7 separate regions of the Mus musculus genome follow, and regions 2, 3, 4, 5, 6 and 7 are each linked to region 1. A link is a contact called in public HiChIP or PLAC-seq and promoter capture Hi-C data. All regions are on one chromosome and are shown on one strand. The core of a region is the stretch at or near the end of the contact, and the rest is flanking DNA. Distances in the headings are between cores, read along the strand shown.

The links. HiChIP or PLAC-seq counts read pairs in DNA pulled down with a chosen protein or histone mark. Capture Hi-C pulls out chosen DNA fragments and counts their contacts.
Region 2: a promoter capture Hi-C map of liver shows a contact between it and region 1, with 4 times the contacts expected there. The contact joins the promoter of Slc26a6 here to the promoter of Rassf1 in region 1. A contact is called at or near these places in 2 of 39 promoter capture datasets (erythroid cells and liver), 1 of 115 datasets of contacts at active chromatin or transcription factors (double positive thymocytes) and 2 of 9 other capture datasets (adipose tissue and liver).
Region 3: a contact with region 1 is called in an H3K4me3 HiChIP or PLAC-seq map of bone marrow-derived macrophages, with 3 times the contacts expected there. The contact joins the enhancer-like site here to the promoter of Rassf1 in region 1. A contact is called at or near these places in 3 of 39 promoter capture datasets (embryonic stem cells, hippocampal neurons and liver), 1 of 115 datasets of contacts at active chromatin or transcription factors (bone marrow-derived macrophages) and 1 of 9 other capture datasets (liver).
Region 4: a contact with region 1 is called in an H3K4me3 HiChIP or PLAC-seq map of embryonic stem cells, with 6 read pairs. The contact joins the promoter of Celsr3 here to the promoter of Rassf1 in region 1. A contact is called at or near these places in 3 of 39 promoter capture datasets (liver and pre-B cells), 2 of 115 datasets of contacts at active chromatin or transcription factors (bone marrow-derived macrophages and embryonic stem cells) and 1 of 9 other capture datasets (liver).
Region 5: a contact with region 1 is called in a promoter capture Hi-C map of liver, with 3 times the contacts expected there. The contact joins the promoter of Nckipsd here to the promoter of Rassf1 in region 1. A contact is called at or near these places in 6 of 39 promoter capture datasets (erythroid cells, fetal liver, liver and 2 more), 3 of 115 datasets of contacts at active chromatin or transcription factors (bone marrow-derived macrophages, double positive thymocytes and extraembryonic endoderm stem cells) and 2 of 9 other capture datasets (adipose tissue and liver).
Region 6: a contact with region 1 is called in an H3K27ac HiChIP or PLAC-seq map of thymic regulatory T cells, with 6 times the contacts expected there. The contact joins the promoter of Ip6k2 here to the promoter of Rassf1 in region 1. A contact is called at or near these places in 4 of 39 promoter capture datasets (erythroid cells, liver and pre-B cells) and 2 of 115 datasets of contacts at active chromatin or transcription factors (double positive thymocytes and thymic regulatory T cells).
Region 7: a promoter capture Hi-C map of adipose tissue shows a contact between it and region 1, with 2.2 times the contacts expected there. The contact joins the promoter of Uqcrc1 here to the promoter of Rassf1 in region 1. A contact is called at or near these places in 3 of 39 promoter capture datasets (erythroid cells, liver and pre-B cells) and 3 of 9 other capture datasets (adipose tissue, liver and macrophages).

The regions. Positions count from the first base shown.
Region 1 is chr9:107,550,159-107,552,933 of GRCm38.p6, reverse strand. Rassf1 (Ras association (RalGDS/AF-6) domain family member 1) reads right to left here and starts at 1,379. Exons shown (of 6, transcript NM_001243748.1): 1 at 1,088-1,379. The coding sequence starts at 1,337. Zmynd10 (zinc finger, MYND domain containing 10) reads right to left here. Exons shown (of 12, transcript NM_053253.4): 9 at 2,525-2,650; 10 at 2,315-2,436; 11 at 2,069-2,194; 12 at 1,613-1,973. The coding sequence ends at 1,898. It overlaps Gm34106 (predicted gene, 34106), which reads left to right and starts at 2,097. Exons shown (of 2, transcript NR_168657.1): 1 at 2,097-2,237.
Region 2 is chr9:108,852,638-108,855,337 of GRCm38.p6, reverse strand. It overlaps Slc26a6 (solute carrier family 26, member 6), which reads right to left and starts at 1,295. Exons shown (of 20, transcript NM_134420.4): 1 at 504-1,295. It overlaps Celsr3 (cadherin, EGF LAG seven-pass G-type receptor 3), which reads right to left. Exons shown (of 36, transcript NM_001359572.1): 36 at 2,369-2,700.
Region 3 is chr9:106,393,494-106,396,193 of GRCm38.p6, reverse strand. The region is part of intron 2 of Gm33616 (a long non-coding RNA gene); the gene reads left to right. Among named protein-coding and RNA genes, the nearest start is that of Gm46131, 19 kb to the left of the region's middle. Within about 2 kb of position 1,378, at least 40 of the 459 cell types and tissues checked have an H3K27ac peak or open chromatin away from gene starts, as enhancers often do. A contact at or near this core is called in bone marrow-derived macrophages, where this site is marked.
Region 4 is chr9:108,824,756-108,827,455 of GRCm38.p6, reverse strand. Celsr3 (cadherin, EGF LAG seven-pass G-type receptor 3) reads right to left here and starts at 1,411. Exons shown (of 36, transcript NM_001359572.1): 1 at 1-1,411. The coding sequence starts at 1,136. Gm35025 (a long non-coding RNA gene) reads left to right here and starts at 1,336. Exons shown (of 2, transcript XR_871161.3): 1 at 1,336-2,700.
Region 5 is chr9:108,806,958-108,809,668 of GRCm38.p6, reverse strand. Nckipsd (NCK interacting protein with SH3 domain) reads right to left here and starts at 1,289. Exons shown (of 13, transcript NM_030729.4): 1 at 1,015-1,289. The coding sequence starts at 1,185.
Region 6 is chr9:108,782,460-108,785,159 of GRCm38.p6, reverse strand. It overlaps Ip6k2 (inositol hexaphosphate kinase 2), which reads right to left and starts at 1,348. Exons shown (of 6, transcript NM_001379600.1): 1 at 1,290-1,348.
Region 7 is chr9:108,935,381-108,938,096 of GRCm38.p6, reverse strand. It overlaps Uqcrc1 (ubiquinol-cytochrome c reductase core protein 1), which reads right to left and starts at 1,449. Exons shown (of 13, transcript NM_025407.2): 1 at 1,310-1,449; 2 at 941-1,081. The coding sequence starts at 1,378.

The DNA.
Region 1 (2,775 bases), core at 130-2,629:
CAACAAGTTATCACTGTAAGCCCAATCTGAAGCAAACCCTCCATTTGCCTTTGGTTTCTTCCTTATCTCCCAAACTGTCTTGCTTCCTAGACAAGAACCCCAGAGCAGCTTTCTTTCTCCTTGTGAATGCTGAGATGCCGCAGCTCTTGCTCTCATGTGGCATTCTGTCACAAACTGCTACACTAGCTGAGTTTGTGACATACTTGTATAGTGAATGAGATGATCTGGAGGCACACACAGGCCTACAGTGCCATTTTTAAGTTCCTATATGGCCCAAAGCACCGATTCTCAACTCAAAACTATACATCAGAACTTGGGAGGCAGGGGCAGGTGGGTTGCTTGTCACAGCCTGGTCTGCATAGAGAGTTCTAGGCAAGCCAGGGCTGCAGAGTGAAACCCTGTCTTAAAACACAACAAAACAACCAAAAAACCAAACCAAAACAGAAAAACCAGGATGCCTAAGGTCCACTTTCAACAACGGAGTCAACAAGTCTGAGAGGAGAAGTAGGCGCGAGGAGACTGGAAGGTATATATTGTCCTGCGTGGTTCTGTTTGCTGGTAATTCCTAGGTCAGAAGGACCACTCATTGTGTGTGTGGCTGGACTCCATGTTTTAGCCTCTGCATCCTTGACTCAAAACAACCTTGACTGAAGTTTCAATAGAATTCCTACTAACAAGGAGCCTAACTAAGGTTCTAACTTTTTCTGGCCCCCTATTAATGTGGGAGACGTCACCCAGGAATCTAGAGGGGGAACACAGTGAGCCAATCGTTGGGAAGAGGCGGGCCTCGGAATGTAGGCTCAGAGCTCAGCAGGCACAAAGGCTTTTCAAGAAAGGGCACAAGCACTTTAAAGACAAACTTGAAGCACCTTCTTATTCACAGACAACTAACTCTGCCCAACTGTGCACGGACAGAGCGTGACAAGTGATAAACCATTTTCTCAAGCACTCTCCCTGATGGAGCAAGGCCAGGAGATCTGGTCTGCAGGATCATCACAACTGACCAGCCCTCCACTGCCGCTTGACCCGCAACTATGGTGCTGCCTCCCTTTCCGTAGTCGCTGGCTGTGTGGGGCCGCTTACTCACGCGCGCACTGTAGGCCCTTGCGCACGACGCCCCAGATGAAGTCTCCACAGAGGTCGCACCACGTGTGCGTGGTGGGCCCTGCAGGCTGGAAACGGTGGCCACGACCCGGGACGTGCTGCTGTGACGGATTGCGTGTTGTACCCGGGGCGATGCGCAGAGCGTTGGCACGCTCCAGCCGGGTACGGCCTGGACCGATGCGCCCGGACGGTGCCAGCTCGCGTAGTTCAATGAGTTCTGGCTCCGCCGACATGGCCCGGTCAGGCCGGTGCTGTAGCGGACTAGCAGCTAGTGAGTACCGAGCGGGCGAGGCCGCAGGGCGGGCCGCGACTTCGGCACCGCCCCCAGGATCCAGGCAGGGCGGCGGGAAAGAGCCGAGGAGGACGCGCTGGAACCCTAGGCGAGCCGACCGTGTGGACTTGTGGGCGGGGCACGGCACAGGGGTGGGCCCTTTCAAAGAGCCCCTTCCCAATCTTTCCGTCCAGTCTTCTCCCCCGACCCCAAGGATGACTGTACAGCGCCACACTGTTGCGTTTCATGAGTCTGCTTTATTGTGCGAAAGGAAGAGGGTCTCCACATCCGGCCCTTGCTTACACCCCCCAACCCTGTCTGCCAGTTTGCTGATGCTGTGGCCTGGTCCTCTGCGTATTCGCTGGGTGGGGCAGGAAGTGAAGAGTGTGGTGGTTTGCAGCTCTACTTGACTCAGCTGTGCTCACCAGGGAAATTGAGGTCTGACAGGGGCGAGCCACGAGTCCCTGAAGCTCAGTCACAGTCTGGGTGCGCTCTTCTGTCGGCCCTCGGCAGCTACGGCCTTCACTTGGCTCTGTCACCTTGGGCTGCTAGAACACATGTCTTTCCGTGCTTCTCCCAGTGCTTGACTTGACACTCCCTGCAGCGGGGTGGGTTGCATGACAATGACAGGGCTTGTAGGAGAACCCAGGGTTGGAGCTTAGGGGGGCAACTAAGGTCCCAGGATCGCCTCACCTGCAGCAATACCACACATTCTGGCATCTGGAGCAGCGCTTGGAGGCCTCTGCGTTGCAGTAGCCGCAGCGGGGCCTCTCCGGAGCTACTGCCTCTAGGACATCCAGCCTGTAGGTTTCAGCCCACCTGGGGGAGGAGTCGAGAAGAGCTGAATGGACGGACCGGGCAGGTAGGTGCACAGAAGCACTAGGTGACCTTCCCTCCTTGGTCCTATGCACGTGACTTCAGCCACTCAGTGGACTTTACCTCTGTGCTTGTTGACGAAGATCCTTCTCCGAGAGGCTGAATACGTGCTGAAGCTGGTGCTTGGCGATAGCCTGCCATTTCCCTTTGTTCTCTCTCTCCAGGCGATCCCAGATTTCTGGGATCTAAAAAAGTGTAATGGAGACAGGGAGGAAGGAGCCGGAAAAGTGGACCACCGTCCCAAGCACTCCCAAGCATGTTCTAGGGCCTTACCTGTTCTAACACTAGGTCCTTCTTAGGGGGCTGGGTTTCAGCCAGGGACAGGTGGGCCAGGAAACCCTTCAGATCGGCAAGATTGGGCAACTGGTCGAGTAGTGTGTCAGTGAGGAAGGCCTGAAGCTGCAAGAGATCCAGGGAAGGCCATTGAGAAACTAACTGTTCCTAGCCAGAGGGCCAAGAGACAGGAAGTCCTGAAATTGGGCTGAGCGTCCTTGGAGGGTTTGCATCTTACCAGCTCCCCTGTC
Region 2 (2,700 bases), core at 46-2,545, 1.3 Mb before region 1:
CAAACCAGAGGTCTGTAAGCAATACTGCCCTCCAGTTTCAGGACAGGGTCCAGCAAGACTCCAGGGTCGAAGCTCTCACCTCCAGGGAGTTTTGACAGGCTCCCACTCGAAGTAGAGAGACTTCACCTGGGAACAGGAGCTTTTGGAAGCCAATCCAACCTGGAGGGAACTCTGCCCTGAAAGCTTTCACCAGCCAGGCAAGTTCTGACCGGGGGTGTGGGAATCTCTCATCGGGAGGCACTTCTCTGGAGAGGCACTTCTCTCGGAAGTGGGAGACTTTACCAGAGAATAGGATCTGAGGGGGTCTCTCAGAAGAAACTCTGATCTGGGGGGGGGGTGCCTCCATATGGAATGCAGCTCTCTATAAATATATTTCAGGGGAAACAAATTTGGAGTGGGCAGGGGGGAGGGGCTAGCCTGTGGGAAAGATATCACCTGTGAGTTCTGATCTAGGAGAGGCTATAACCAGGGGAGAGAATCCCACCAGAGGGGTAGGAACTCACCTGGGAAGACTCTCTAACCTGGGTATCCAATGGAGGAGGGAGCAGTGCAGACGCAAGGAAGATCTTCAGAGATTCTCTGCACCGCGGGCTCCAGGAGATCTCAGCGGCCCCTCTCCCCTCCTTCAAGATCTCTCAAGTCTTCTTAAAGGGCTCCCTCCCCTTACCAGGCGGCACGCGCCTTGGAGGGCGGAGCCTTGATGCTTGGCACCTCCCTTTGGGAGGGCACAAGGGCCGGCAGCGACAAATGTGAACAGTACCCTGCCGACTCAGGCCGCGGCTGGTCCACCGCCTGGCTAGAGCCTGTCTTGCAGCGGTTTCTCTCCCAGTCCCAACGCGCCCAGCTGGCACACCTCCCGTGCCAGGACTCCTCGGTAAGCAGCAACTTCCCTGCAGCGCCCTTATTAGCACTCCAGGGACGTTCAGTACAACCCTCAAGAGCTGGGGTCGCGCCAGAGCCCGCCCCCATCCCTCGCTGTTGATGGATAACCTCCTTCGGAAAATCGGCAAGGCGGTAAACTAAGGCTCCGCAGACGGGAAATGCCTGTCGGGGACTTGGAGGTTCCCTTCCTGAATTGACCCAGGCCGGGAGTCACAGAACTACTAGCGCTTCGCGGGCACGCGGAATTTGGGCAGCGCCCTGCAACTCACCGGACCCATCGGGAAGTCCCATGGCCCTCAGAGGGTAACTCGTGTACCGCTTTTCAAACAGCTCCCCCAGGAGGCCACTACCGGCTAGAAGGTGGCGCCAGGCCCAGAACTTGGCCGGCCGCAAGCTCCACCGCTAGGATGTGCAAGATCAGACCAATCAGAATTCTGGGGGTGGAATCCAAGTCATACTCTCTGGGCGGGGCGAGCCCGGAGAATAAAATTTTAACCCTTTCCTTCCCGTCGGCCTAGCTTCTGTCCCTGCCTGCGATTCTTGTTAACCTGCTGGGAGCTGGAGCATTCTGCTGAGACTGGAGGACTGGAACGAAGGCCCAGCGCTACGCTTGGCCAATGTTATGCCTCTGTGCCCTTAAGTGGCTGGACCTAATTGTATGCTTTGTAGAAGGTCCCCACTTTATGCAGAGGAGACATTCTTGACCGATCTGGATGCCTAGGTGTGCAACCAGGGGCCCCAGCCTCAACTGTGGGAGATCTAGGCCTGTAGGGTCTCTCAGGGACCACCAAGCTGTGAGTATCACCCTCAGATTTTTCCTTCTGAGACCTGGCACAGTGGTCCTCAAGACCAGCCCCACCCCACCTCCATTTCTTTTTTTCCAGACAAGTTTTCTCTGTTTAGCCTTGGCTGTCCTGGAACTCTCTGTAGACCAGACTTGTCTACAGAGATCCACCTGCCTCTGCCTAGTGAGTGCTGGGATTAAAGAAGAGATCAAAGGTATTTGTCACCATGGGTGGCTTCTTAAGCCCCCCCCCCCCCTTTCACTTTCACACCTGGCTGCCTAGACTGGAAATGGAGCACTCAGGATCCTTTCCAGGTCTGGAAGCTCTGGCCTGATCCAAGTGAGAAAAGACCAGTAAGGGCCAGAGTGTGGGTGGGTAAGCAGGAACTGAAGTGGGAACGCCTAGGTTTGGGGTGACTAATGGGCAGGGCCACAAATGTCAGCCTCTGGATATTAAGGAAACCCTCATATGACTGCCTAGACCAGGAAAGTGGCTTCTCTTGGCGCAGCTCCTGCGCTCCAACTTCAGGCTCCAGTCACAAGGTGAGAGGCCATATTTCAGAAAGAAATGGGAACCTGGTCCAAATCTCCCATGAAATGGGCTAAAAATAACTGGCTATTTTGGAGGGAGGAGAGCTCAGAGTCCTACAAAGGTCATCCTGGGTGAGTATTCTCAACAGCTGAGACAGAAAGAGGAACAAGTGTTTTCTATAGAAGTTTATTCCCAAAACAGAGCGCGGCTTCACGGAACAATTTACACAGACAGGAAAGAGGGCCACTGTTGGAAGGGGACCCCAGAGACGGGCATCTACAGAACCTAGGACATAGCAAGGACACTCTCCCAACCGACAGGCCTCTCAGCCCTTCAAGGGCAGGGGTCAGTCTGGGTAAAGAGAGCTGGGGACCTGGCTGGTGGGATTTGGCACAGGCAGTGAAGTGGGATTTTTTTGAATCTCAGAAACTGCCTCCCAAGAGTAAACACAGGGTAGGGGTGGGTGGCGGCTGCACAGAACCCCGGTCCTGAGCCACTTTCG
Region 3 (2,700 bases), core at 129-2,628, 1.2 Mb after region 1:
AGACCTCAGGATCCAGGGAAAGTCTTAGGGAGAAAAATCTGAACTTCTTCCATGTTCTAGTATTCAGGCAGTAGACTTAACCCAAAAATATTTCCCTTTGAGTTCATCTGACAGGCAATAGAAGTCCCAGGGGGCTGGGGAGGGGGGGCACTGGGGCTTACAACTATCTATTTTCTCGGGGACTCTATATCCTCTTTCTTTATCCTGGGCCTAGATGAGAAGGCATGAAGGTCTAGCATGGGATCAGAAAGGTCCCTGGGCCTCAGAAGGGAGCTTGTGGTCATTATGGTCATGCAGAAAGAATCTCACAGATCTGATGGGTGGGTGCCAGTCTGACAGCCACAGGCCCCTGGAGGCCCCTATACTGAGTTATTCTTCCTTCAATCTGGCCAGGGCCCTCCACCCGCACTCCAAGATGGGCTTGCATGGACTGGAAGTTATGGGAAGGATTTTTGCTACCTGACATTGGTTGAATGACCTGACATTAAGCCACGGGGAGACACAGGCCTCCGATCTTTAGGACACACGTGCTTTCTTTGGCTGGGCCCTGAACCAGAAGTCAGAGCAATCCCCTCACAGAAAATTCTTAGCCTTGGGAAGTGGCTCTGGTCTTTGCATGGGGAAGCAAAGGTGCTCCTGGCTGCAGGGCACAGACAGACAGACAGACAGACAGACAGAGCCAGCAGGTCTCCTCAGGGGACAGAGCGGCCATGTGATCACAGGACAACCCAAGAAACCTAGAGGAAAGCACGCTCTGCTCTGGCTCTGCTCCAGATGCTGGCTGAGCTCGGTTTTCTGGTACTCTCTTGTTTAATTAATTCTCATGACCCTGGGAGATTTGCACAATTATTAATCCCTGTTTACAGATGAGGAACAGAGGCCCAGAGGGGGCTAAACCCTGCCTGGCATCACAGAGCATCAATAATCCTCATGCCCGGTGCACACACTCACAGGGACTGACACTCCCCAGGGCGTCCCTCACTGCTTAAGAGCACAGTCCTGGCGAGGGGGTTTGGGCCAGCAACATCCCCGGGGTGGAATCCTGGGGACTTAATGTGCCCCACCCAGGTCCCTTCCACAGGATACCAATCAGATGGGTGCAGCAATTGGTAGTGGGACCAAGACAAGGCAGAGAGGTGACCCAAGCCCCTCGCTAGAGGAAAACTGGTTTCAGCAAGGTGGATCAGCCCTCCGGAGCACGCCTGTGATTCTAGCTGAGGCAGGCATTGAATACATATCCAGGAGGCCATGCTGTGGACAGACAGCCCAAGAAGTGCTCTCGGGGGCCCTTTAAGTGCCTGCATACACACAGATCCCCCACTAGGGGCCCCTCACTTTCTCTCTGTCTACTGGGGCTCTGCATCCTTGCTGTGGACAAAGGGAGAAGAGCAGAGAACTGAGACCCAGGAAGTATCCTGACTTGGGCTGCAGGGCTGGCCCAGACATGACTGGCAGCTTAAGAACCTTCACCTTGCTGTTCCTCAGCTCCTTTCTCTTCCCTCCCAGTCACTCCTCCACCCCCACCTCCTTACTCTGGACCCTCTTACCCCTCCTCCTCTCTGTCACCTCTGATACTCCTCTGACACAAGTTAAACACAGTGTCCTCTTCTACCCCTGGGCATCTGTCTGGGGGTAGAGTTGCCTGAGCCTCACTCCAGCTGGGCTTCATGCTTGCCTTGGGCTGAGCTTGAATAGGAAGGAACACGGAACCACAGGGCTCGGCATCTATGTCCTGGAGCAGTTCTAAGCCTGGTTGCATCATGGAAAGACAGAAGATGCTCAAGGGGGGAGGGGTATAGCATCAGAAGCTAGAGAGAAAGGGTTGAAGCTTCACTGGTGAAAGGGAGGCTGAAGAGGGCCATGCTCAAAGCCAAGGCTTTCCAGTGAATAGGTTAACACGTTGGGGGCTTCCCATCTCTGCCACCAGCCCAAACACCTTCCTGAGTACTTCCTGTGGCCCAGGAGACCAAGGTGAGGCAAGTCGCTTCTGAAACAAACTCCCTATGGCCTTTGGCCAGTTAGGGCTTTGTACTCAGCTCAGTTTCTCTATCTGTCAAATGGGACAAGGGATGGGAGAGTGTGGGAAGTCGGCCTCAGGGATATCCACCCGGACCAAGAAGACGATCAATGGGCTAAGCCTGGTGGTGCATGTCTTTAATCTAGCTCTCAGGAGGCGGAGGCAGGAGGATCTCTGTGAGTTCAGTGCCAGTCTGGTCTACATAATTATTAGCTCCAGGACAGTCAGAACTATGTAGGAAGTTCTTGCATAATAACAAACAAACAAACAAACAAACAGGACAAGTCGTGCCAACTACAGGTCTGTCACAGCCAAACCGCATTCATCACAGCCTCCTTGGTCTCCTTTCATTTAAATACTGCAATTTACTTCACTCAGCCTGGCCTGAGATCACTTAGCTGGTGCCAAGATCTGATAGGGCTGCTTCTTGGTAATCTGCGGCCCGAGTGCAGTGCGGGCTGCCAAGGACCTGGCTGAGATGGGGCCGCTGGAACCCACTGGCCTCTGTGAGCCCTGTGCCCGCCACTCTCACTGCTGCTCATCTCAGCTTGGTGAGGCTCAGAGCAACTCCGAGAAGCAGCCACAAGGGCTACTGGCCTCTAGTCACCAGCAGGTCCCAAAGCCCAAGGCCCACGCCAGGCGTGACCCCTCTTCAGCCATGCCGTGCTTTTGCCTTCTTTGCC
Region 4 (2,700 bases), core at 162-2,661, 1.3 Mb before region 1:
GCCGTGCGGATGAGGCCACTCTGAGGATCAATACTGAAAAGCTCCAGCGAGCGGCTGTTCATGAGCGCCGCCAGCGAGTAGATGAGGCGCCCGGCCTCGCCTGGGTCCGGGTCTTGTGCCACCACGCGCAGTACTGATGTGCCCGCTGCCTCATTTTCAGGTACCAGTGTCTGGTAGTTGTATTGAGGAAACTGCGGGTGGCGGTTTGCAGCACGACGAGGACGAGCCTGGTTAGTTGAGAGTATTTGCTTGGCTTCAGGACCAGTCGGAAACCCGGGAGGGCGCGGCCCAGGGCGCTCAAAGAGGAAACGGCGGCGGAAGAGACCGCGGGAGCGCATGCGCCCGGGAGCTGTCCGAGACTCGCGAGGTGCTGAACCCGGCGTAGGAGCTGTCCTCACAGCACGTGGTGCTGAATCCTCCCCCAGGCCAGATCCTAAAGAGCCGGGGAGGCAGTCCCGCCGAAAGGGTCCCCTGTCCACTGTGGAAGTCGCGGATCTCTCACCCTGACCCTTGTGTCCTGGCTCCCACAGCTTCCCGCAGCAGCGAGAGGTTTCCACTCTTTTGCGGATGCTTCTCCTAGCATTACGCTGGAAGGCCACTGGCCTGGAGCCATCAGGCTGAGCCAGAAGTTCTGAAGGGTGAGGAGAGCTGTTCCTCAGATCAGAATCCCCTGGGGACAGAGCATCGAGTGGCAGGCTACCTCTTCGTAAAGGCCCTGTCCGCCCACAAGAGGAGATCTCTGGGTGCCAACATAACAGATACCCTGGACCCTGACCTGCCTCTTGCTCGCGACTACCCAATGCCTGGACCACCACCTCCGCGTTTGGTTGCTCAGGGGCCCCTCGACCATTCCGGGCGTTTTGCCTACCTACTCGGAGCCTCATGAAGACAGGCTCCCTGACCCCCAGGCCAGGATCTCCATCTTCCCAGACGCCGGGAGATTCGGGACAAAGAGCTACGGCTCCACTGCCGATTTGCGCTCTTGGCCCAGTAGTAGTAGCAACCCCTGGGTCCCAGTCCTGGTCCCCACCGCCCCCCAGCTCCTCCCGGCTAAAAGGGAACAAAGAGAGGAGAAGGAGCAGTAGTACCGGGGTCGACGGTCCCGGGAGACCCCACCATAGAGGCCGCCTCGCCATCACCCCCGCCTCCCGTCACGGCCTCCGCCGCCCCCCGCCCGGGTCCGGGCCTTGGGCCCGCCCCGCTGCTCTGGCCCCCTCCTGGGCCCCTGCCGCCGCCCCGGCCCTCCGCCCCTCTGCCCGTCGCTCCGCGCCGCCACTGCTCTCTGGGCACCATCTACTCCGCGGCCAGAGCCCCTTTGGCATACGGCCCCGGCTTTTGCCGCCCCCACCACAGCATCCCCGACGCCGCTGCCGCCTCCCGACGCTCCAACATGGCTCCCGGCCGCTCCGATGGTTTGCTCCACCTCCGCCCCGATGCCCCAAACCTGGTGGTACAGCCCGTCGCGCATGGCAGTTCTGGCGACTGAAGCCGTTACCGCCATCTTTATTGAGAACAGAAGTGCTGCCCACGGTGCTGAACGGAGCTGGGAGTTTCTCCGCTACTCTGCCACCGCCCTCCCTCTCATCCTAGTGCGCTATTCCAGCGTGGCTTCCTAGTCTTTCTTCAGACCGAGAATCTCGTCTCCCTTTAGAGCGCTAGTTCCGAGCCCTAACACCCATTTTGGTTTGAAAATGTGCTGTCATCGGTCTGGGAAGGGTTACCATATAGAATCCTGGGACTGTGAAAATAATGGCCAGACACCGGCCTGGTTCAAACAATAGCGTTAACTGTTTATTAACAAGTTTAACTTATGAGAAACATGTCGCAAAAATCTCCTTGTTTGCTCCTACAGAACAGGATCTGAAAACGACCCTTCTGAGACAGGAAGAGAAGCCAACTCTTCTCCGCCACGAGAGTCACTAGCGGTCTCCCAGACTTGGGAGAGACACCACGTCTCTCTAGGCTATGGTTCTTTCCAGTGTTCTGAGATGCCACGTGGAACCCAGGGTTGTACAACTGTGGACCCAGCTTCCTCAGATCTCCGCCCCCTCGCCTGCGACAACTGCATCCTTTAACCCCTTGAAGAACCCGACAGAAGCTCAGTTCTCCCTAGTCCTGGTCCAGTCTAGCTTTCCGTCCAACTCCTGGCACGCGCGCATCTCAACCAACCAATAGCTAGATGTGGCGCAACAGACGTCACAGAATCCTAGAGAAAGGCGGCGCATTCCAATTAGAGTGTCATTGTTTCTATTGGCACAATGGGAGACCCCGCCCCTCTCGGAGGACTCCATTGTATGCGGGAGGTAGGAGGGCCTCGCGGGTTCCACGCTAGCCAGCAGAAATAATCCAAAAGACGCGCTATATTGATCAGCCTCCAAACTTGGCATCGGTGATGAGCTGCAACGCAAGGTGCAGGGGACTCATTCATTCTGACACCGAGACAGGAGTCAGGCCTAGGACCCCAGAACATTGCCCTGGGTGCGGTTCCCCCGGCTGAGTGGTTACTACTTCAAACAGTCCAAGAACTCCTGGCCAAGACCTCTGGCCCGCCCCCAAATGGTAGCTATGACATCACCAGCAACCAATCAACGCATTCTCTCGCTCCTGGGTTTCTTTGCTTCGGGGAGGTTTGGCTCACTCGGGTTGCACTGGACGAGGCTGCTGTGATCTGACCCATGGGTATCAGCTGTAGTGTTTGGG
Region 5 (2,711 bases), core at 40-2,539, 1.3 Mb before region 1:
ATCACAGTATTTCTGTCCTTAACTGGGCTGGGACAGGATGTTTCCATAGCTAGGGACTATGAGTCTGGAATAGCCCAGACTGCCCTGGGTCCCCTTCCTCCTGCAGTCAGAATAGGCTAGCTGGAGACACTGCAGCAGGACTACTCTTGAGCAAACAGGAACTGGAGCAGGCTCCACTGGAAGGGGACCAGGCCATCTTCAGAACGGGAAACCATGAAGGAGGCTCACTTCCTCACAGTGTGGACAGCTCCCATTCCAGGATGGAGCGCCCAGATTTCAGAGGAAGGAAACCAGAGAAGTCAGGAGTGGAGGCTTGGGAGAAGTGGGGGCTGTGCCAGGGAACCTTGTCTATCAGCAGGGGCCAGGGGCCTTGGTTCCTGAAGGGTTGGGGAATTGTCCTTGGGGAGAGCTTGATAGGTGGGCGGGTTCGGGATACAGAGATACTACAGGAATTGGGACTCGCATAAGGGACAGGAATGCCTGTGGCTCTGGGGTCCAAGTGTGTGGGTGGGGTGGGGACTAAGAACCTGGAGGGTGGTTGAGGAAACAGGTGGTGTATGAGGTGGCACAGTCAGTGGTGGGCACGGTGATCTTTACAGTTAAAGGTGGAGGCTACAGATTGATGGGAGATGGGCATCCTAGGGATTCAGGAAAGGGGAACGAATAGGGTTTGGAGGTCTAAGGGACTTGGATAATGAATGGACTGGAAGTCTCTGGATCCAGCTCGAGAATTCAATGCAGATGGAGGCTCTGATTATCGATGACAGAGAGTCCCTGTTCCAGAATTAAGCTTTTCACGGGCCTGCGGTTAAATGTCAAAGGCCTAGTCTCGGGTGGGTGTTGACGGCCCTTCCGGAGGGGTCTCAGTCCTTACGGCTCTTGGGACTTAAGGTCAGAGTCTCAACCTCCTTGTCTGGTAGAAGTCCCGAAGAATCTGACTGAGCTTCCTGGATCGGTTCTGCGTGCTGGTGAAGGGGTTCGGTCGAGAGGCCTGGGACGGAGGGACACACTCACCTGCAGGCGATGCAGGTAGGCAGGCGGCACGTACCCGGTCTCGCCACTGCGCGCCCGTGCTGCTAACCACCAGTGCGTGCTGCTGCGCTCCAGCACCAGGAAGGTCTCGCCTGCAGCGAACGCCATGGCGTTCGGCTCCGCGGAGCGGAACGCATACAGCGCGCGGTACATGAGGCCGGGCCGGGCCGGGCCGCGAAGCGCCGGGGCTGGGTACGCGACGAAGGTTGCGGTGCCGGGAAGCCAGGCCCTGAGTGCCGCGCCGCCCGGCGCTTGCCCCGCCCCGCCCCGTGACACGCCGCGCGTGCGCATGCGCGACCGCCGGAACCCCGCCCCAGGAGCGAGTCGGCTCCAGTATTGGAGCGCCGCGCCCCCTCGCGGCCGAGAGAGGTTTGGCGGGGCGGGGTGGGAGTCTCCAGTTCCTTCAGGCCTCAGACTCCAGTCAGCTGACTTAGGGTCCTAACTCCCTCTCCCTGGCTTTCCTCCTCCTTTCCCAGCTCAGGTGCAAGCGCTGCGTTCCTTCCCACCTCCTGATGAAGGATGCTTATAGCCAGTGCGTCCCTGGGGACGGGGATATGGTGTTTTGCTTTGAGGAATCCTGATCAGACATTTGGAAGTTCTTTCTGGGGAGGGGTCTCCCCAGCGCATCTAGGCCTCACAGTGCCTTAGTACAAAGTCCCTACTCTGTCGCTGAGGTGGTGGACAAGTGTGGAGGGCAAGGGACAAAACCAGGTTGTACTGTCCAGAATGCATCTTTGCTACCCACCACATATACACTCCCTTCATATATACTGGCTTCTTTCCTATCTTGAGTCTTGCATCTGTTCTATTTGAACACTCCCTTCTGGACCACGCCCCAACTTGTCAATGACTATCCTTTTGCCATTTTTGTTGTTACAAAAGGATTTAAGTCTATGACCTAAGGTCATATTTACTCATAACGAATCAAACTGCGTGTATACATGCATCTCCTGTTTTAAAAGGCTGTCTGTTACCAACCCTGTCCTGCCCCAACATCACAAATGGCACTGGGGAAAAAAAATGGTTAGGGCAGAAGGCTGATAGGGTAGGGACTGAACACATGAGGTTTAAAAAGCATGTTTTGAGTTCTGAATGGTGGCATGATCCCAGCATCCAGGAGGCAGAGCTGTAGAAAGCCAAGATCAAGACCAGCCTGGGCTTCATAGTAAGAATCCGTCTCAAAGAAAGAAAAAGCATCCCTGACCTTCAGTTTAATATTCAGCCTAGCCATCCACATCTTTGAAATCCTTGGCATCCCTCGGTCGTAGTGAAGAAGGCCTAAAGGATCCTTGCATACTCTCCACTAATCTAAGGAGCACAGGATATACACACCATCAGACAATGTTCCAAGGCAAGGTCTCACTGTGTAGTTTTGGCTGTTCTGGAACCATGTAGACCAGGCTGGCCTTAAATCCAATGATCCATCTGCCTTTGCCTCCCAAATGCTGGGACTTAGGGCAGGTGCCACCACACCTGGCTTTTTCCCCCTAAAGACAAGGTCACACTAGCAGCACCAACTGGCCTGAAACTAACAGCAATCCAACTCCCTCTGCCTGAGTACTTAGATGAGCCAGACTACACCTAGACTTCGCTAATCTATTTTTAGGCATGGTGGAGGTAGGCCCAGTGGGATGTGGGGAGCTGCCAGAAGGCTCAGCCAAGACAAGAACTTGATATCC
Region 6 (2,700 bases), core at 99-2,598, 1.2 Mb before region 1:
ATTACACTCTCCACGGCAACAACTTGGTAAATAAGCATCTCCCATCTCTTAAAATGTTATCCCAGGGAAAGTGCAAATACAGCAAACATTTTAAATACTGAAAATCAACAACAATGCTGTCAACAAGGAAGGTCCTTTAAATTTTTCAAAATGTTTGTCTGCATCATATTTGCTGTTTCAAAACTGCCAGGGCTTCTTTCTTTTGGATCTTTTTATTTTCATAAATATTTATTAGTTGACAATTCCAAACATGTATACAATGTATTTTGACCATATCCATCCCCCTGGTCCCTTCTTATCCCCCTCCCACTGCCTCTGGATCCCTTCAGTACTTTTTCTTACAAATATTCGAAATTATTTTGTTCTTGCTCTATGTACATTTCTGCTAACAAAATGTTTATTTACATGCGATGACTAGCTCTATTTCCTTTCGCGTGTAAGAAGAGCCCTAGATTTCACCAGTTCCTACATTTTTCCCCATTTTCCCGCTAGTACAGCTTTCTTGATATTTGATAGAAATTAAAATCCTAAAAACGAATCAAGTCATTAGGAAGGATGCAGAAGATAGATGCAGTCTTGTTATCAAATATGAATAAAATCCCACTCGTGGTAGGAGCATCAGCATAAGAAGAAGAAAAAAGAAGACACCTTCTGATCCATTTTAAGATCTTAAAGGAGAAGAAGGGGAAAAAAAAAAAACCAATAAGGTTGGATGCGCAGATCACCCTCTCCCCCGCCTTTCCGGGATCAAAGAGGAGCTGACTGGCACAACTGACGTTCAACACCCAAAATGGCTGCACATCTGCAGGCCCAGGTAACAACAGTACCTGAGGATCCGGGCTGACCCTTCCATCCAAAGATAAAGACCCCATCCTCAAAGACCAGGGAGATCGTGGCCGGGGGACCTCTGTGAGACCAGAGATCCTGTCCTCCACCGGAAGACCCAGGGAGACCGCTTCAAAACCGGAGAAAGACACTGTCGTCGTCCCCCGCCCCCTCCCCTCCCCCGGTTCCGGGAGACCCTCCAATGCCGGGGGGAAGATTCTGCCCCGTCTCGGTGGGCAACGCTACTCTCCCCAGTAACTGCAAGGTACAATGGCCCCCCGTAAATAGGGAAGGGATGACTACACAAAAAAAGGGGGAGACCGCTTCTCAATGACAGCCATAGGACCCCCTTCACAAACCCAAGCCTCCCAGGGATCCCGGAGCCCGGCCGCTACCAGCACCGAAAACCTCTTCCCCTGAGCCCCGGGGTGACAGGGCCACGGGCCGGGCGGGGCGGGCGTTACCTGCGGCCACAGCCCAGTCCCGCGACGCTTCCGTCCTATTGTTTCTCTTCCACCAAAATGGCTGCGGCCGCGCTCAGCCCCGCCCCCCAACCTCGCTCCCAGGGCCCCTCGCTATTGGCTCGCACCCGAAGCCGCGCAAGCGGACTGGGCGGCCTGGAAGACTGTTGCTAGGGCGCCGGGATTCGCTTGGGGCGGCTTCCTGAATGGGCAAGGGGCGGGAAGAGGCGGGGCGTTGTCCTGAGTGAGGAGGGTGGCCAGTCTGTTCTGGAGTTGAAGTAACTGATGGGCTGTGTGCCAAATGGATCGATTGCAGGATGCCTAGGGTAAGGGTGGATGGACAGACAGTCCTGGTTTGCCCCGCACTGGGGAGTTTCCTAGGATACAGGAATGTCAAGGCCAGTATTCATTCTGTGATAAACTGCAAAGCTGGTCAACCTAGCAGATGGATGGACAGAACTACATGTCGCTAAGATGGATAAAGGGATAGCAGCAGGGAACAGAGAGAATGACTACAGACGATAGACAAATACATGGCTCTATAGGAGGCCAGTAAGACGGCTCAACAGGTCAAGCCGTTGCTCTGTTTCTCTCTGGCTCTTTGTCTCTGTCTCTCTCTCACTCACAAACACACACTCACACCACACACACTATAATAATTTTTAAAAAATGTTTAGACAGGTGAACAGATGAGTGGACAGACAGACAAGATAAAAGCCAATAGAAGTCTGATCAGAGGGATGTATAGGGTCCTCGGTAAATTGATAGGTCTGGAGCATAGAGCTCATCCAAGACTCCTTTGTCTGGAGCCTGTGTCATTCAGAAGGTCTCCTGCATGAGTGAACGAGTGTCAGCGCAGCCAGGAAAGGCAAGGAGCACGATGGGAACCATGGGCATGGGATGACCTCCTTCTTGGCTATTGGCCTTTCTGTAAAGGATGCCAGAGTTGTAACCCTGCATCCTGGGCATTAGCAAAGATGTAGCTCATAGGTTTTTAAAACTGAAGTATTTATTAAGCACCTACACTCTGCAGTGAGTGCAGTAAACAGATTTTTTTAATCCCTGCTTTCTAAAGGTGGACAAGAGAAACTCCTATTACCAACAGGTTCCTCTTGGAATCGCCTTCCCTTGAGGCCTTCATGGCTCTGTGTTCAGTTCTGTCTAGTTTTTCTTTTTCACATTTTTTCCTCTCTGTCTATACCCACTTACCCCGGGTCGTGGTTTTGTTTTTAAAATATTAACTAATTGAGTCCAGATCCCTCTCTGTAGCCCAGGCTGGCCTCAAAATTAAGGCAATTCTTCAGCATCAACCTTCCTCTTACTGGGATTACAGGCATGAACCGAGAGGCCCAGGTTTCAGGTTTAAATGCCAACTTCATGTTAATCGACCCCAAAAGTGTTTGCCCAGTTCAGG
Region 7 (2,716 bases), core at 200-2,699, 1.4 Mb before region 1:
AAAATTTTTATTTTTACGTATGTGTACGTGGGATGGTGAGACTGTGTAGGGTTAGGAACCGCTCTTCCACAGGACCCAGGTTCAATTCCCAGCACCCTCACGGTGGCTCACAACCACCTGTAACTCCAGTTCTGTTTTTTTTTTTTTAGATTTGTTTATTTATTTATTTATTTATTATATGTAAGTACACTGTAGCTGTCTTCAGACGCACCAGAAGAGGGCATCAGATCTCATTACGGGTGGTTGTGAGCCACCATGTGGTTGCTGGGATTTGAACTCCGGACCTTCGGAAGAGCAGTCGGGTGCTCTTACCCACTGAGCCATCTCACCAGCCCTCTGGGGGTTCTAATATCCTTTTCCAACCTCCAAGGGCATTATGTACAGACATGGTGCACATACACACATGTAAGCCACTCGTGTAGGTAAAAGTAAGACCGGCTTAGACACACTAGTCTCCACCCCTCAGAGTATTGGTGTTAGACCTAAATCACAACACTGAGGACTCCAAATTCAGATACCCATGTTTGAGTACCAAGCTCTTTACCCACTGGGCCATCTTCCCCGTCCTTCAGAGGCATTTCTTGAAGTGTATTCCTGGCTACGTCTACAAATTACATAGCCTAGGTGGTGAGTCTAACAGACCTGGATGTCTTTCTGTAAATAACCTAAAGTCTGTGAAATCTCATTCTTTTTCGTGGCAAGAGAATAATCTCTTCTCTCGGGGAGGTAGAACGAAAAGCTGGAGGAGAGAATTCGGCCCCGTCTTTGGCAAGCACCATAATGTTGGCTGCCGGGTTAAGGCAGGGTTGAAGTCAGGTACAGGGATAAGCCCCGGCAGTAAGCCAGTCTCCACCCAAAACATGTAAGACTGGAGCCCAAGGTCACATCCCAACCTGGGACAACACGGCGGGCCTCACCTAGAGGACTGGCGCACACTTACCGTGCAGGTAGCATGCGAGGACTGCTCCGAGGCCACACGCAGCCCGTTGTCCAAGATGCTGACCTGGGTCTCCGGCACGCTCTGGAGGGCCTGGGCGAAGGTTGCGGTACCCCGCAAGGCAGGTAACCTCAGCAGGGCCGGCTAAAGGGAGAAGGCGACCATTGCAAGAACTGCTCGCCAAGCCTCTGGGACCTCGGCTCTCAAACCCAAGCCAGAGCAGATAACCATCCCCGCCCTCCGCCATGACCTTCCCACGGCCCTGACCCCCGCGACCTCCCCACTCCGACCCGCCACTGCTGAGACAGCCTGCTCCTCATCTGTGTACGAAAGCCCTGGGCCCTGCAGCCCAACGTCTCACTGCCACCTCACCGAGCGGCGGGTGCGAAGTAGCACTTGCGTCCCGGAGCAGGCCGCTCGGCAGACTGCGGACGCCGCCATCTTCTAACTTCCGTCAGTGTAGAGCCGCGCTGCGCATGCGCAGAGCGGAGTCTGAGGCGCAAGCGCTGTAAGGAAGACTTGGTGCTCAGTCGCCCCCTGTTGGGCAGCAAGTACGTTAGCAAGAATTGATCGCATGTAGTCATTTGGTCCGTGTGCCTCTAGGATCTTCGGGACATTTATCAACCTGCGAGGGAGGGGCCCTTCATCTGGTCCCATCTGAGACAGGTTCTATTCATCACCTTCTTCCACCTGAGGGAGGCGGTATGCAACTGTGGGAGATGCATTGTACGCCAGCAGCAGCTCTGAAACCTGGAGGGCAGTGGCTAGGCACAATTGAGCCCAAGGGCTAAAGCACTTGCCTGTCTGTGCAAGAAGGTGTCCACTAAAGTTAGTTTAAAAGAATAAAATATGCTTAAATGGTTGACTTGAAAGACGTTTAATAATATATTGCCAAATATATAGCACTTGGGAAATGGAGACACAGAAGAATCAGGAGTTCAAGGACATCCTCCTCTCTTGTGTAAGGAGTTCAAAACTACCCTGGGTTGTGTAAGACAGTGTCTCCAAAACGTAAGAAAAAAAACGTGTGTATGAAAAGAGGAACAATGTAGAGGTAATTTGTGGAATAGGGCTCCTTGTTTGGAATAAAATAACTAAGCAAAAAAGTTTTTTCTATTTTGTGATTATTTCAAAACTTTTTGTTTACTTTTTTTCTTAATTTTTTATTATTTAAATGCATTTTATACATCAAACATATTAATAATGTTGAGTACTTTGAGAATCAAATAATCCATAAATTTTTTTCAACTTTTATATTCATATCCTTTCATACCCTAAAATATCATTAATGAATATTTAATACTATCCATAACTGAGGATCCTATATCTAATGTTGAATACTAAATTGTTTCAAAACATGCAAAATATTCTTTGGGAGTTAAGCATAGTAAAAGAGCATAAAATATTAAAAATTAATCATTAAGAAATATATTCATGAGTTCGAGGCCAGCCTGGTCTACAAAGTGAGTTCCAGGACAGCCAGGGCTACACAGAGAAACCCTGTTTCAACAAAACAAAACAATAAAAAATGAGTTACAGGGACAAAGTTTGGAGTAGAGACTAAAGGAATGACCATCCAGAGACTGCCCCACCTGGGGATCCATCCCATAAACAACCACCAAACCCAGACACGATTGCGGATGCCAACAAGAGCTTGCTGGCAGGAGCCTGATAACGCTGTCTCCTGAAAGGCTCTCCCAGTGCTTGACAAATACAGAAGTGGATGCTCACAGCCATCTATTGGATGCGAAGCACAGGGTCCCCAATGAAGGAGCTGGA